Regions from separate parts of the Mus musculus genome. Here region 2 is linked to region 1. Evidence: chromatin contacts called from public Hi-C data. All regions are on one chromosome and are shown on one strand. Each heading gives the region's core, a stretch centred on a gene start, on an enhancer-like site or on the middle of the called end of the contact. The rest is flanking DNA. Distances are from core to core; before and after follow the strand shown. Region 1 holds the start of Zic2 (zinc finger protein of the cerebellum 2). Region 2 overlaps Clybl (citrate lyase beta like).

Region 1 (3,273 bases), core at 301-2,800:
TTACCATCCTCCAACAAAAACAAGCCCTGGCTGTCCTGCGCTCTCCCATTCCAGGTCCCTGGCTGATGGTCATTCCCCAACGCGTACGAACACACACACACACACACACACACACACACACACACGCTCAGTCTGTGCATTTATTTCTCCTCGAGGTGCCTCTTCCCACTGCTGACCCACGATTACCTGTATGAGTTCTTTTGTGGATCTTGAGGTTCTCGGAGCGTGCGAAGACCTTGCCACAGCCCGGGAAAGGACAGGGGAAGGGCTTCTCGCCAGTGTGCACGCGGATGTGGTTGACCAGTTTGTATTTGGCCTTAAAGGGTTTGCCCTCGCGTGGACACTCCTCCCAGAAGCAGACGTGGTTGCTCTGTTCCGGGCCGCCGACGTGCTCCACAGAGACGTGGGTCACCAGCTCGTGCATGGTGCTGAAAGTTTTGTTGCAGCTTTTCTTGGGATTGCTTAGCTGCTCCGGGTCGATCCACTTGCAGATGAGCTCTTGCTTGATGCACTGCTGCCGCATGTAGCGGAAAAAGGCACCAGGGTGGTGGTGGTGATGGTGGTGGTGGGCTGCGGCCGCTGCCATGTTCATCCCCATGTTCATATTCATAGGGCCGTACTGGTTGTGGAGCTGCGCCGCCGAGTAGGGGTCGGTCCGCGGGCTGGCCACTTGGCGGTATTGCTCCGAGCGCCCGAACACCTCGCCCGGCAGCCCTAGGCGCATTTGCCCATTGAGCACGTTCTGCGAGGCGTGCGGCCCGTGCTGCTCCGGGAGGCCAGGGAAAAGAAGGTGGCCCTGCGCGTCCGAGTGCGCGTGGTGAAGGCCGCCGGCGCCGGGTCCGAAGAGCCCGTGCTGCCCGCCTCCCGGCGCCGAGTCCCCGAAGCCCCGGCTGCGGAACAGGAAGTCCCGGGTGGAATTAAAGGGAGGCCCCGAATAGGAGCCAACGTGTGCGGCGTGGGGCCCTAGAGCCGCGGCCGCAGCGGCTGCAGCAGCCGAACCCGGGTAAGCACCCGGACCTTGCGACGTGAACGCCGAACTCTGACCAGGAGACAGTTCGTGTGCCCCGGGGTTGAGCTTGAAGGCGCCCATGTGCGCCGCGGCCGAGTCCACGAAGCCGTTCTGAGCTGCCGCCAGGCTCAGCTCGCGGTCCTGCATCTCGGCCGCCGCAGCCGCCGCTGCCGCGGCCGAGTGGTGGTGGTGGCGCGCGAAGCTGCCCACCCCGATGGCCGGGAACTGCGGCCCCGCGTCCAGAAGCATGGCCAGCGCGCCCGGCCGCCCCGCCGGCGCCGGTGAACCCCGCCGCCTGGATTTCCTCTTCGGATCGGCGAGGCGCGTCCTCTGGACGCCCGGCTCCGTGAACCGGCGGTGGAAATACTGGCGACTGCAGTCTCGGGAGCCGGGCTGGTGCGCCCGCCGCCGCCGCCTGTATCTGCCTCAGGCGGCCGGGCACCGAGCGAAGGCGCGGAGAGGAAGAGGAGGCGGCGGCGGAGGAGGCGCGGGAGGAGGAGGTGGAGGAGGAGAAGAGTCCAAAGCCAGGCGGAGAACCAAAGTGTATTAAAGGAGCTGCGGCGGGGGCGGGCGGGCAGGGCAGGGGAGGGCGGGCGGGAGGAGGGAGCGGAGGGAGGTGTGGGGAGCGGAGGAGAGGGGGGCCGCCGGAGGGCGAGCTCAGCGCCGCGGCCCCCACCCCTGCGCGCCCCCGCGCGCGCACGCACGCACGCACTCACTCGCTAGCTGCCTTGTACTGCCGGCGGACCAGGAGCCTGGCTGAGATCAGCGGCATCCGCCGAATGAAGTCAACGCGGCTGCGGGGCCACAGTGCCCTAGGGCAGTGGCTGTGCGCACACAAGCTGGCAGGGAGCGGACAGCAACAAGCTCCGCCAGCCCCAGAGCCTGGCGCACCCGCCGCTCCACCTGATCTCCGCAGGGGCGCTGGGCAGCCGGGAGGAGGAGGCTAGGCGTCGAGTCCACGGCGCTCTCGGGTGGCCGCTCCCTCCCCCGAGGCCTTGCTCACGCCGCCCAGAGCGCTGCCGGTATTGTTCGGCTTCGCGGTTGCTGCGGGGGTTTAGCCCTCTTGGCCCTCCGAGCTTGGCATTGGCGACGCCCGGAGTAGTAAACTTGCAGCGGTCACGAATTCCCCTAGATGAAGGAAACGGGCGCGTCGTCCCCTCTTTCTTTAAGTTGGGCTGGAGGAGGAGGGAGGGGGAGGAGCAGGGGAGGGGGGGACTGTGGGAGGGGAGAAGGCGAGGAGGGGGAGGGGAGCAGGGTGAGGCTAGTCTGAAAAACAATAACAACAATAAAAAAGTGTTCTCTGGTTCTCCCCCTTCCTCCAGCCGATCTGTTCTGGGCGCTAGTCCGGGAATGAGTGCTCGCATCAGCGAGGACAGAGCGAAGTCCTCGGCACAAGCAAATGCTAGGAGGCCAACACGAGTTCTTCCTCTCTCGCGGCTGCAGTGGGCAGCCTTCGCCACCGCCTCTGTTTATTTCGGTGGGCGCTGAGGCCGCAGCAGCAGCCTTTTATTTTTTTATTTTTTGTCCCCTCCTTTTCCTCTCCCCTCCCCCGCGTACCCGCCGGGTCTCCCGCCCGGGTATCCCTCCCTCCTTATCCAAGGCTCGGCCTCCTGGTCACACCGCCCCTTTAACGGGGACTCCCGCCCATCCCGCCCTCCAGAAACCGCTATTGGCCATCACGGCCTCGTCAATCCTTCGCCCAGCCCGCCCCACCTTCCCTGAGCCCCGCTTGGGTTGTGCAGCTGCAGCAGCGGCCCAACGCACCCATAGACTGGGCCTGCCAGCATGCAGGGTTTCGTTCGCGCGTCTGGCTCTGTGGCTCCCGTCACCAGCCGGCTAATTCAAGAGTTCAGCTGCGAGCCTAACGCGGTGCCAGGTCTATGGGTCTTGTCCCCTTCCGCCCGATCCTGCTCCCGTATACTTTGTCAGAGGCCACCAACTCCCCAGAGATTGCATCCACTACCAAAGTACACCGAAAAATCCGGGAACTCTAGTCCAAAGCACCCTTAGCTATAGAGTCACCAAGCCCGAGACCCTGAGGGAGCGAAGAGACTTTTCCTGACAAGGACAGGTCTTTCCCAGTCTGGACAGGCACTCTACTTTCTCCATTCTCACCTTGACCAATTTGCTTTGAGGCGTTAAAGCGTGGATGAAGGATGGTGGACACAGATAGTCAAACTTATCCCTTCTTTCCACTCCCTGGACATTCGTCTATACACCGCCCCCATCCCAGGCGGTGGTCCCCACCTGCCCCTGGGCGCACT
Region 2 (3,273 bases), core at 501-3,000, 140 kb after region 1:
ACAAGGTCAGTATCTTTAGCAAATCTAGAAGAAAAAAATTTATTTATTTATTTATTTATTTACTTACTTACTTACTTTGAGATAATATGACAAAAACATTTTGGTGCAGAATTTTAAGGCAGAAAAGACGCTGCCTCTATCACTCCTAACTGAGAAAGGCGAAACCACAGCACTTCTTCCTAGCAGGATGCAACTAGAATGGAACTAGAGAAGCAAAGGGACACACAGATGGCCCTGCGCTTAGAAAATACTCAGGGTCACAATCTGGACCATCTGCTAGGTGTTCAGGAAACAGAGCTGAGATGATTTTAGGATTCAATGTTACAGCTTTAGCGCTCACCAGGACCCTCCTCATCTCTCTGACCTGCAAGGCTGTCATCGTCCTCAGAAGTACCACCCCAATCAAGTGGCTTACATCACTTACCCTTTAACCATTCACAGCAGTTGTGCTGAGGACAGGGGAGGGGGGGTCCTCTTTTGAGTCACACCCCTGATCCCTCCTTGAATAGGTAGTTCATGGGACATGGCATCTGAAAGCCAGAAGTATGTGTAGCAATCACTCTTTTAAGACAAGACTTGCTCACAAATACTAGGCACAACAGTGTTCAACTTTAATCCCAGCATTTGGGAGGCAGAGGCAGGTGGGTCTAAGATTGAGGCCAGCTGGACACCCAAGTTCCAGGATACCCAAAACTATTCTGAGGAACATGCTATCACTGGGCTTTATGCAAAGCCACAAGCTCAGGTCTTTTTTTTTTTTTTTTTTTTTTAACAACATAGTATTTCCAACTAAAATCTGTACTTAAAACCACAAGAAAAGTGAATTTCTACAATTCTGTAACCCCAAACCTCTACATGTTGTCTATGAATTATTACAGTGCAAAGGGCTCTCTCTGGTCATCTGTGGCTTCTCTAATAGACATAAGTTCTCCTCAAACCCATAACAACACAACAGCAAATCCTGGGGCTTCGGAAGCCATAATGGTATGGACTTTCACATGGTATCTGGAATCGCTTTCATGCCTTCCCTCCCCAAAATGCAGGACTGATCATATCACACGGTCGGGGACACAAGCTTTGGCTTGAGTTTCCTGGTCAGCTGTTAAACCCACTACATACGTTTTGGTTTTCAGAGTGACTGGAATTAGGAATAGAAAGTGGAGTATAATTGGAGAGTGGACTCACACCACTCTCTCTTTCCCAGAGGTTTGAAAGACCCATCGGTCAGTAGGACACCACCACCTTGTCACTAAAAAGGTGATTCTCCTCTAGAGTCATCTCGTGGCACTTCTGTTTCTCTGAAGGCTTCAGTGAGGCCTGTGGCCTCTCAGATATATCCCAGATAACAAAATGTAACAGCCCCTTGGAGACCTGGGTCTGGAGCTGAGGGCCTGTCTTTTCCATGGATGTTTAAAAAACAGCTCTGACTGGACCCCAAGGGGCAGCCTGCTTCAAAGGGCAGCTGGAAGGCCATGTGGGGATGGAGCATGGCACCTGTGCCCAGGGCTATCAGGCCTATCTTGAAAACAGAATGGAGAGCTTGTGCCCTGGGTTCCCAACAGGCAGCTAATTTCGCCTGCCATTTCTAGTCTTCCTCTGGCTCCAATTGCTTCTCGGCTTCCTCTTTTGCCTCAGATGGGCAGGTTTCCAGAGCTGTCAGATTTTCTTCTGCCCAAGTTAACAGGGACATTGATTTTGGAGGAAGGCAGGCCCTTCCTCCCACCCTCGTCCTTGCCCAGCTCCTGGCTGGATCTCGCCAACACTGTGGTATTGTCTGGTTTTATTAGTACTGCCTGGCTGAGGCCTCCCTTCCCAGGTGGCCCTGGTGGCTCTGGCTTCCTCTACTTGGCATGTTGACATGCATTTTTGGTCTCCCAGGGAGAGACTGCTTACCTGGATAATGGGCACTTGACCCTCTAGTTCCCAAAGTGGACTTGTGTACCGCAGCAGGACTTGCATCTGTTTTCACGACGATCGCCAGGAGGGAGTCATAGCAATGTGACCTTGCTCGGATGGCTCTGAGATTGATGGAAATTGGGTCACTTTAGGGGTTCTAATGGCTCTCAATGTGGGGATCCTAGAGGTCCTACTGTATTCATGGAGGACAATGTGTCCCTTCCAGAGTTGAAGCATGGCTCTTCCGAACTTTTTCATTGGGCATAGAATTGTGGGTGTCTGTTTCTCTGAAGAACTTGCCCATGAAGACAGGAAGTAGAAATTTACAGAGGATACTATAAAGGCCTTCAAAGGAAAAAAAAATGTTGCCCACAGCAGACATAGAGAAGTAGATTTGGAGGAAAGAGAGGAAGTTTTCCTTGTGTGGCACACATCACCCTTTCCCCGCCTCTTTCCTTTCTGACCATAGTGACAGTCTGCACATGGCTCGCCTGTCCACTCTTGGCCAACTCTAACCTGCCTTTAATATGGCTTTTTTTTTGGGGGGGGGGGGAGACAGTTTTGCTATGTAGCAAACACTGACCTGAAACTCCCAGCCCCTCTTGTTCCCAAATGCAGAGATCACAAGTGTGTACAATGAACATTACGCTTGGTTCAGAATGGTATTTTTATGCTATGTAAGTCTGCTACTCTGCACCATCTTAGAATACATCCAAAAGCCCTTATTATGTGGCTCTCAGCTCTACTCTCCCAGCTCCTGCCTTCCTCCTGTGTCTCTGATGTCCCTGAGCACACATCTTTCTAAAGCTCTTCTCAGCCCCTGGGCCTTCGAATCTCCCTCCCATCCCTCTAGAACCCATCCCCCCCACTTCCCCCCAGACCTTTGCTCAATTGTCAGGTACACAGAATGATTTTCTAGCAGGAGTCCTGTTTTCTGTCTTCGTTGCGTTTCGCACTGTGTGTTCTCATCACTATTATAAACTGACTACTGCGTGTACATCTGGGTGCACAACTGGCTCAGCGTCTATTGCACCAGCCATGAGATCTTCAAGAGGGGGTCCAACACTTAGGTTGCTTACACCCCAGATAACTGCAGTGACAGCCGCTTGTTGCCACGTGGTGGCTGTTCAATCCTTATTTGATGACTCATAGAGCAGAACGGCTGTCTACCTACCTGGTGTGCCTTTCCTAACAGTGTTACTTCTGTGCAGCGAGGCCGTTACTCCAGCATAGAACAGACAGTGTCACTTGCCAGGAAGACCTGGAATGTCCTTGAGAAACCTGAACTTACATGTCTGGATGACTAGGACAAGGGCCCCACTTCCTGAAGCCAAGTTGGCTTGGTGGCTTCATCTGGCCTCACATTTTCTCCCCCAA

The links. Hi-C and Micro-C count contacts between places; a contact is called where the count stands out from the background.
Region 2: a Hi-C map of cerebellum shows a contact between it and region 1, with 2.3 times the contacts expected there. The contact joins the enhancer-like site here to the promoter of Zic2 in region 1. A contact is called at or near these places in 4 of 39 promoter capture datasets (all in embryonic stem cells), 4 of 484 Hi-C or Micro-C datasets (the HL-1 cell line, cerebellum and embryonic stem cells), 14 of 115 datasets of contacts at active chromatin or transcription factors (embryonic stem cells, epiblast stem cells, neural progenitor cells and 1 more) and 2 of 9 other capture datasets (liver and pancreatic islet).

The regions. Positions count from the first base shown.
Region 1 is chr14:122,473,661-122,476,933 of GRCm38.p6, reverse strand. Zic2 (zinc finger protein of the cerebellum 2) reads right to left here and starts at 1,550. Exons shown (of 3, transcript NM_009574.3): 1 at 187-1,550. The coding sequence starts at 1,258. It overlaps 2610035F20Rik (RIKEN cDNA 2610035F20 gene), which reads left to right and starts at 1,735. Exons shown (of 5, transcript NR_045046.1): 1 at 1,735-2,031; 2 at 2,332-2,486.
Region 2 is chr14:122,337,353-122,340,625 of GRCm38.p6, reverse strand. All of the region lies in intron 2 of Clybl (citrate lyase beta like), which reads right to left. Among named protein-coding and RNA genes, the nearest start is that of Gm25464, 49 kb to the left of the region's middle. Within about 2 kb of position 1,750, at least 16 of the 459 cell types and tissues checked have an H3K27ac peak or open chromatin away from gene starts, as enhancers often do. A contact at or near this core is called in cerebellum, where this site is marked.